2 separate regions of the Mus musculus genome follow, and region 1 is linked to region 2. The links are chromatin contacts, called in public HiChIP or PLAC-seq maps. All regions are on one chromosome and are shown on one strand. The core of a region is the stretch at or near the end of the contact, and the rest is flanking DNA. Distances in the headings are between cores, read along the strand shown. Region 1 has its middle 4.6 kb from the start of Gm40186. Region 2 holds the start of Acadm (acyl-Coenzyme A dehydrogenase, medium chain).

The links. HiChIP or PLAC-seq counts read pairs in DNA pulled down with a chosen protein or histone mark.
Region 1: an H3K4me3 HiChIP or PLAC-seq map of embryonic stem cells shows a contact between it and region 2, with 5 times the contacts expected there. The contact joins the enhancer-like site here to the promoter of Acadm in region 2. A contact is called at or near these places in 3 of 39 promoter capture datasets (the 3T3-L1 cell line, cranial neural crest and hippocampal neurons), 2 of 15 datasets of contacts at CTCF or cohesin (hippocampal excitatory neurons and large pre-B cells), 23 of 484 Hi-C or Micro-C datasets (the AML12 cell line, the G1E-ER4 cell line, LSK cells and 15 more), 13 of 115 datasets of contacts at active chromatin or transcription factors (astrocytes, bone marrow-derived macrophages, embryonic basal ganglia and 7 more) and 4 of 9 other capture datasets (adipose tissue, embryonic stem cells, liver and 1 more).

The regions. Positions count from the first base shown.
Region 1 is chr3:154,569,346-154,574,119 of GRCm38.p6, reverse strand. No RefSeq gene overlaps it. Among named protein-coding and RNA genes, the nearest start is that of Gm40186, 4.6 kb to the right of the region's middle. Within about 2 kb of position 3,084, at least 27 of the 459 cell types and tissues checked have an H3K27ac peak or open chromatin away from gene starts, as enhancers often do. A contact at or near this core is called in fibro-adipogenic progenitors and palatal mesenchyme, where this site is marked.
Region 2 is chr3:153,941,178-153,945,910 of GRCm38.p6, reverse strand. It overlaps Acadm (acyl-Coenzyme A dehydrogenase, medium chain), which reads left to right and starts at 1,268. Exons shown (of 12, transcript NM_007382.5): 1 at 1,268-1,515; 2 at 3,941-4,028. The coding sequence starts at 1,486.

The DNA.
Region 1 (4,774 bases), core at 1,835-4,334, 630 kb before region 2:
AGGCTCCACCCACATTAAGAGCAACAGGCAATTAATGGCTGTTAAGAGAGAACCAGTCTTCTCGAGGAAAGAAACCCCTGGTGGGTGATTCAGTGTCAAAGCATCATTTCTAAACACATGAACATACGAGCAACTCTGGCTAGACTCAGCAGGTTGTACATATGTAGCAATAATAACTAAAGAGAACATGAAGTTGAGAAGGAGTGGGTGTGAGGGCAGGGGAGGAGCTAGGGGCTGGAGATGGAAATGATGCAATACAGTACTCGTGTCTAATTCCCAGAATATAATGAAAAACGCTGGAAAGAGGGAGTTGCAAACGCCTACACTTTGGAATTTATAAACATCCTGCTTTTTTTTTTTAGATCAAAGTCCCGCCCACCTGTCTTACTATGGACTCACAATATCCAAATCAGTTATGACATGATTGCTCCTTTATTTCTTTTCCTGTTATCCCGTGACACATGCATGCATGTGTACTAAGGCGCGCACACACACATATGTTTGTCAAATGGGTTATTCTATTCAGTGATCTAAGAGTCATTGCTGTTAGCATTTATGTTAATGCTAACATTGTCCCAGGTGTAGCCCACGGAGTCCCCAGGTTGCCCCTGTGTGCTTTCCAGGTGTTCTTGTCTTGCACAAACAAGAAGATACTCCAGCCTCATTCTGTGAATCTCCAGCCCATGAGTCTGGCCCCTTTGGTATTTGTGCCTCTAGGTTCTGCACTTGTGACAGTAGGTTATTTTTATATATAATTATGACATTGTTCATCATGCGTGATAGTTATTAACAAATGATCCTATTCCAAGGCTGTACCTTGTAGCTCATCTCACCTTCAGGACACACTGGCAGGAGTGCCTTCCTCTTCTTTCTTCTCTGTGACACAGCAGTGACAAGCTCCCATTAAAGCCTTGGAGTGTTGTCCATGATAGCACTTAACGCAGCCCTTTGTTTCTCAGCTATAATGACTAACTCTCAGCCTCTCTCCAAGGCACGATGGGACTAAAACAAACTCCGTGTATGTCTTTAGAGAAAGCCAACAAGGAGAGATCAAAAATCTTAGTGAATTTCCTCATCTTAACAATAAGTTCCTGCCTGCTGGTGGTGGTATGCCTTTAATTTAAATTAAAATTATAACAGAATTCTCTCCTTTAAAATTATTTTCTCAATGGTTTATCTTTAGCTTAAAATTTCACATAGTTACAAATAAACTTAATTCTAATATTTGAAATGAGACTTCTTAGCTGGACAGTGGTGGCAAGCATCTTTAATTCTAGCACTCGAGAGACAGAAGCAGGCAGATCTTTGAGTTTGAGGCCAGCCAGCCTGGTCTACAGAGAGTTCCCGGACAGTCAGGGCGACACAGAGAAACCCTTTCTTCAAAACCAAAGCAACAGCAACAACAAAAAGGAAACAACAGGCTCCTAACGCCACCTGTTTTGTCTGTGTGTTGCTTTGGAGTGGCAGAAACTATCAATGCCTCCTACAGCAGCAAGAATGGCATGATGTCAGAGGAAAGTTTAATTAACCCGTTTTACAAAACAGAGAGCGGGCAAGAAAGGGGTGAACAGAACGTTGAGTAACTGCCTACATCGGCCACCAGGTGGCAGAGTAGCACGCACAGTCCTAGAGCGGCTTAGGAGGCGCCGGTGAAGTTCAAGAGCTTGGCTGTGCTTTATTTACAGTCCTACAATATTCCAAAGGTTTATTTTTTCAAAAGACATTATGAAACCAACTTCTATTGTATTTTTATAGTAATTATATGCAAAATGATAATATTTTAGTCATTTAGTGTTTTAATACTAAAAAGCTATTTATCAGGAATATTTGAAGCTGATACATTAAAAAAGTGAACACTAAAAACAAGTGCTTCAGTGTTTAGTCTGAGGTGTGTGTGTGTGTTTGTGTGAGTGTGTGTGTGTGTGTGTGTGTGTGTGTGTGTATGTGTACATCTGTGTGTATGTGTGTGTCTTGTGTGCTTCTTGTATGAATGTGTGTGTGTCTATGTGTATGTGTGTGTGTCTGTGTTTGTGTGTGTACTTAAAATTGTTCTGTTCACTTTCATATTTTTAAGTACATTTCACTTATTAGGTATGTAAGTAAAAATTTGTAATCCTATTTGTGCAATTTCAAAGATGAATCTGTGTGTTAATGCTTATGTATGTGTATGTGTGCATGCCTGTGTATGTATGTGTGCGCGCGCGCGTGTGTGTGTGTGTGTGTGTGTGTGTGTGTGTGCGTGCATGCAAATGCACTCATGCACTTCTAGAGAAATTACAGTTTCAATACATCTGTATTGAATCTACAAGTGTTCTGGACAGAGTAGATAATTATAGCCAAATTCATCCGGACTATATAGATTTTCGCCTTAAATTGTTTTCTTCTATGAGTACAAAGCTCCCACGTTTCATATGGGCCTTTCGATCTTTATGCTCATTATAATGCTTAACACTGAGCAAACAAAATGCTTCAATATCTACATTTAACAATCCAATCTAAAGAATGCACCGCTATCCATTCCAAATGGCCATTCTAAGTGTGTGGGTGAATATGTGGTTTTGTGGTTGCACATGTCCATATGCTGACCAGGCAAGAGGTCAGCCTCAGATGTTTTTCCTCAGGCACTGTGTACCCTGTTTTGAGATGGGGTAGCTGACTTGGCCAATAGCTCACCAGTTATTCTAGGCTGTCTGGCCAGGGGACCCCAGGGAGTCCATTGTCTCCACTTCCCTAGTGCTGGGGTTACAAAACAGGACTATGCCTGATTTTTTTACATTCTTGCTAAAGAGCAAACTCTGGCTGTGCATGCAGCCCTCACTGTTAACTCAGCGTCCTTCCAGACCCTCCAGGGAATTTCTGATATCTCCGTTTCGAGGGTCTTTGCAACACTGGTTTTCTCTGAGATTCTAAAGCTGAAGTGTCAATAGGACCCTTTCAACTCAGTAGAGCAAAGATTGTTCCAAGTACATCACAGCTAGAGTGTAAGACAACGGTTGTGGCTTGGCTGTGTGAAAGTGGAAATCAGCTAAGAGAGACTGGGAGGGGAGACTGGTTAGAAGCTCTGCCCTTCCTGTAAACATGTGCGATCAAATGTTGAGAAACCGGCGATGACTTACCTCCTTGCTACTAGCTGCTAGATGGAGCTCAAGTAAGATCTGGCTCGCCCGCATAATCTCTAGTTTACACGTCCCATTTAAAAGACAAAGGAGCAGTTTTGCTAAATATCGCATTTGTATTTTCACTTACAAACTAACAGAGGAATTTGGCAGGCGCCCCTCCGTGAACTTGGAGCGCTTACTTTCTGGCGGGGCTCCTCCTTGGGTCCTAAGCTTAACTGCTTCTGCAGACGTTTCTATATTGCACTCTGGGTAAATCAATCCTCTAAATGGGAAAAGGGGCATTCTTTCACTCAGGGGGTGAAGGATAGCTCTTCAAGTGGGGACATTTATTTCATCGGCCGTTTTCTTTCTTTCTTTCTTTCTTTCTTTCTTTCTTTCTTTCTTTCTTTCTTTCTTTCTTTCTTTCTTCCTTCCTTTCTTTCTTTCTTTCTTTCTTTCTTTCTTTCTTTCTTTCTTTCTATTACTTCTCTTTCTTTAATCTTTCCATTGTTTTAAAAAATTAAAAAGGCTTCATGTGATCCCGAGCCTCGGTTGTTGGTCAGTGGCCTGCTGCCCTGTTGACGTGAGCAATCTAAATATAGGAATGAGGGGATCGTCCACATTGGCTCTCAAGTCATGCTTTCTTTCTACGGAAAACACACGATTCAATTTAATTACATCATCTGTCATTCTCCAGGACAGGGCTTCCAACAGGGCCAAACAATCCTGAAGCCAGTTCATCTCTTTTAAAGAGGGCTAATCAGAAGGGATTTGCGATATTGAAATAACGGAGAGGCCGTTGTGATTGATTCTGAGCAATTCAGGAATGAAGAATTCTTCCCCAAAGCCCCAAATCATTGAGCCGGCTCTGTTTTAAAATAATGGAAGCGAGCCGCATCTCTTACATATCACACCGGTGCTGTCTGTGGGTTCCCCAAACGCTTGGAATGAAATGTGTTTCTATCAACAAGGATGAATGGATTACAAATGACAGCAAAATGCATAAGGCAGCTCTGTACAATTCTGAGAGCAGAAATCCTTAGTGTTAAAAGACAGAAATCTGTTCCGGGAAAATAATATTTAAAGAGAGTTTCCACACCAAAATTATTTCCATTGTTTCTTTACAACAAGAAAAGACAAACATTGCGGAGGAACTTTCCACAGCCCTGTTGACGGGAATGCCAAGTTTTGCTACTAATGTAGAAAGCAGTAATTACGTTTTTAAAAATGACAACTCTGGTAATTATACATTTAAAATATGAATCCCAATGTTTAATTAGGTCATATGACTATAATATCAGCTTGCATGAGCAGCACACCAATTTCTAGCAATTCAAAGAAATACAGGCATAAAGGCTGCTATGATTGTGACATTTAAATAGAATGAACCATAATGTACTACATTATTCTTTAAATATTTTAATGTTTACCAATGTTATTGAGTAATGAAGTTTGTCATCATGGCTTATTCTTCATAAATAATTACTCTGGTAGCAATGAGTGTACTAGAACATTCGTGTGTTCCTTCCAAATTAAACACATAGCTAGACTCAAACATACATTTGAACGTGGTTTTGTATATTTCAATATGCCTAAGTAAATAATATGTTTCTTAAATTAATTACAGCAAGTTTTATGTTAGGAAAGTAATTCTCATTTTACCCTGTATTATAAAC
Region 2 (4,733 bases), core at 19-2,518:
GTACCTAATGGTCACAAAGCTGTTAGCTTACACATAAAGGAAGGCAATAAATGGCTGCCAAGGAGGCTAAAAATGGCACAGATAATGTTGTTTGTGGACCTGGAACATTCCACAATCAGAGGTTTAAACAGCTCATCAGACTAGCAGGCCATTCAAAGGAAGATACCTTTTTCTGGAATGTTCCCTTACAACCATTAGAAACTATGTTTCAGGAAAGATTGTTGATGTTGAAAGATTAATCTTATAGATCTGAGCATTTATCTCACAATGGAATCCACATACCTTTTCTAGGCTTTGGTGTGCCTGACAATGCTACAGGTAAGACAGAGAGAAGATGAGAATTTTTCATTGTTCATTAGTCTCAAAAATAAGCTCCTGTCTCCCAGTTCCTTGAAGCAGAGAGCAAGAGGACTATTGACAGCTTAATCTTTGGCAACTAAGGTACCCAACACTAAGAAGTTTTATAATCTCTCATCTTTATAACACCACAGCTACCATCTCAGACACAAGGTCTAACTGGAAGACAATGGGAATTTAAGCAAAGTTTACAAACTCATGAGCAAAATTTCACTCCCAATGTTCACTGTCTGGGGAGCTTTTGGATAGGCTCAGCTTGGGTTCCCAAGGATGCTTCCCACATCTATATAAGTGGATAATAAGTAGCCTTGAAAACGTTCAGAAAAATAGATGAAATAAACACTATTGTGCTTTGGTTTGTTTAGGTTTTGCTACTTGGCTCTCGCTGGCCTCAAACTCGCAGTGATCTTCCTTCTCAGTCTCCTGGCACTGAGATGTCTTAGTCGCCCTGGCTACACATGCAGCTAATTTCCTATTTAAATTTTAAGGAGTACAGACTACCTATCGATCTAGCCCAGAATTTGTTGTTCCAGTGAATACCGGAGCCATAAAGAATCTGACTCTCCAAGTAAAGGTCACAGCTGACTGCTAGAAACGTCTGGCTGCGCCCTCTGGCCTAGATTCGGGTCCAGCTCTCCCGGGCAGCCCTCTGGAAAGAACGTGACCTTCGGGCTCCGGTGACACTGGGCACACAGTCTTCTTCTCCGGGCCAAGCACAGAAGTTTAGGCTCGGGCAAGGTCGGGAGCAGGACGCATGCGCAGAGGGCCTTCAGGCCACTCCCTCTTCTGGCCCAGGTCCGGACCCGAGACCCTCCCTCATCTAGCCCCGCCTCCCAGGCCACACCCCTTGAGCCTGCAAAGACCACGCCCAAGGTCTTCTGCTTGGACCCGTCATCCCTCTGTCTCTCAGCCGAAGTCAGTCTGAGAGCTCAGACCTCATCTGTGTGTAAAGGGACTCCCTAGGCCACGCCCCCGAGGTCTGCAGACTTTGACCCGCACGCCTCCGCACCCCTAGAGTCTAAGGCCCGCCCCTCTCCTCCCTCCAAGCCACGCCTCCTGGGGGCGGGACCCCCGTCCGTTTTGCTTGCTGCACGGAGGTGGTCGGAGGCAGCAGATCGAGGAGCCATCATGGCAGCGGCGTTCCGCAGAGGCTGCAGGGTGAGCGGGTGACCGGGTGGTATCGGGAGGGTCGGCCCTACGCGGCCTGGGGGAAAGCGGGAGCCTGCGGGCGTCCCCCCGCGCTGCCTGCCGCCCTCCCTCACTGATCTCCGGGCTCTGACCCCTGCAGGCGTGGCCCTGCGGACCTGCTTCATTCTGGGTCAATGGGCTCAGCCACTTCTCTCCAGTCACCCACGCTTCTTGAAGGGAACCCGGTGTCAGAACCCTGCTGTGGCAGAGGCGATCACTTCCAAAAAACTTTGACTGTAGTCCCACCCCAGGAAGGCATCAGTGTGTGGTTCTGTAGCCACGGGCGTGAACAAGTGTTAGGATCCAAACAGGTTGATCCTGGGTGTGCACAGAACACAGGCACAACACGAAGGAAAGGGAAGTGGGCCGCTCCGCTCGCACCAACAGGGTTAGGACGCCTGTGGTTTTGTGATGTACAGGCACCCTTCCAAAAAACAAAAGGGAGACAAGCCTACCGAAGAATTTTCATGAAGCTTGCTTTCTAAATGTTGTACCCTGCAGAGTTTTGTCTCCTAAGCTGTTTTAACCACTAGTTTGTTATATTAGCGATGTGTTCGTACAAACCTCCATTTATACCACCTAAAACTGGACTGAAGTTGCCTCTGGCACCGAAAGCTGTAGTTTTAGAATTTACAACACCATTACTATACAACTCAACAGGTTCTGAAAGCAGAAATTGAAGGGTTTTAAAGTTATTTTTTATTCTGACAACAGAACTACAGGTTTCTTGGTGCCTCCAAGGACAAGAGAGGGAAAGTCTAACACCATAACAAAACAGAAAATGCATTCCTTTATCCTATTTTTCACACCGGGATAAAACCAAGAGTCAAATTTCTAAGTAATTCGTTACTTAGTTATGCTGTAGTTGCGGGCTTGAAGACTAAAGTTAGTAGTGTTCCCATATTGGAATTCCTTGGTTTTGGCAGAGAGCCAGGAATAATAAACGCAATTCTCTTCTGACTTTAGAGTTTCAGAGTGTCGTCGTTCTTTATATTGGGTCTCATTTTGTAGTCCAGGGTGGTGCGGCGCTCACAGCTTCACCTCTGCCTTCAAGCCTGGCTGTCTTATTTTAATAATCTCCAGTTATCTCCTAGGATTAGTGAGCCTGATTTTCAGGTGTAAATACAAATTGTGTGTTTGGAACTGTTCCCAGACGGGTGTTTGCAAAACTTAAACTCTATGTTGTAATGCTAAGTTTTTAACCCTGTTCTTTTTTTTATTGTTTCTAAGCTGTCTACACACAGACACGTGCACACTCACATACACAGACAGGTGTGTTCACACACACAGACACACACAGACCTGCACATCCTCTCTGCACAAGCAATGAGCAGGCTCGTGCGTGCATTAAGCTACTCTAATTGAATGACTAATGTCAGTATATAAGGAGCCCAGTAATGGGCCCGCCACTTAAGTTGTATAAAATGCAGCTGACCAGTTTTGTAGAGTGGTGGTCTTCATTTAATCTCGGAAGTAGAGGCAGAAGAATTGAGATCCCAAGGCTAGCCTGGATTCCACGGTGGGCTTGGGGGCTATCCTAAACTACTTCAAAAGAACTTGTCCTAACAGGAACACAAACCAAATTATTAGGGCCTGGTGTGGTGGGTCAAGCCTTTAACCCTGCATTTATGAAGGTAGAGTTAGGGAGCTCTCTGGGAGTTCAAGGCCAGCCTTGTGTACAAAGTAAATTTCCAAATCAGCCACAGCTACGTATTGAGACCTGTCTCAAAAACAAAACAAACAGCACCACCAAAAACTGCACTTGAACACACACACACACACACACACACACACACGGAAGGAGGGAGGGTGGAAGGGAGGGAGAGAGAGAGAGAATGAGAATGACTGAGCAATTTACATTTTTTTCTCATTTAATATTTACTGCTCTTGCGGAGGGCCTGAGTTGGCTTCTCAACACTGATGTTAGGTGGCTCAGAACTATATGTAACTCCAACTCCAGAGAATCCTGTACCCTCACCACACATATATAGACACACAAATGAAAAACTATAAAATTGAATAACATTTCCTTTATGGTTAGGCATCCCTCTAGCTTGTAATTGACGTTTGAGTTATAATTTATTTAGTACTGACTTTAAGAACGTAGCTCTTGAATAAAAACATAGCCATACAGATGCTGTGCTTGCCCTGGGGTCTGTATGACAATACTCATTTGTGTGCGGATGTGTCTGTGTGGAACTCTCAGTACATGCAGCAAGGTGGAAGCCAGAAGACGGTGGTGGGAGTGAGTTCTCTCTCCCACCACGTGGGTTCCAGGGCTCAGGCTCCGGTCACCCGTCTATACAGTAAGGACCTCAATGGCCTAGCCAGTGTTTTTGCATTTGGTTGATATTTAGGTTATTAAGTTTACTTATTATATCTATTTTTTTTCCAGGTCCTGAGAAGTGTTTCTCATTTTGAGTGTCGAACACAACACTCGAAAGCGGCTCACAAGCAGGAGCCCGGATTAGGGTTTAGTTTTGGTATGTGTCCCTCCCTTTGACTTGAAGGTCTGCCTGGGCTGTGTCTGTAACATGATGTCTGTTGATGAGTGGAGCAGACACCGCCCACAGTTGGCTCCCGGTAACTTCCGTCTGCTGGACTGCGTTGCCTTCTTCCGTATGCTCTCCCGAAAACTGCGTTGCCTTCTTCTGTATGCTCTCCCGAACACTCAAGTGTTCTCAGGCGGCCTCTATGGTGTCCTTTCTCTTCTTTCCCAAATGGTAGCCCAAATAAATGAATATATATGAATTGTTTTCAACCTACAGATTAACTGTAACATACTTCCTTTGTCTTTGGAGACAGTCTCACTATATAGCTTTGGCTGGCTGGAGCTCTAAGTAGAGAGATAGGCAGGCCTGCCTCTCCCTCCCTAGTACTGAGATTAAAGGTGTGAGCAACCACACCCGCTGGCTTAACAAATATTTCTCCAAATACTCATCGGTTCAGTGGTGTAACAATTAAAAAATTGGCCTGATTTATCTGAGCTGCGGTTTGATGCTGTTATACGGTGTCCTCAGACCTGAGACCAGGTGGCCATGTGGTTTTGGAGGGAAAAGAAGCTAGATTCTTCTTTTCCTTTTTACAAAATGAAACATTCCGAGTTAAAAATGTGAAGTAAATCCTGGTTTTTGGTGTCCTTCACCCCTAAAGGGTTTTTACTTGAAGTTGTTACCTTGCCTCTAGCT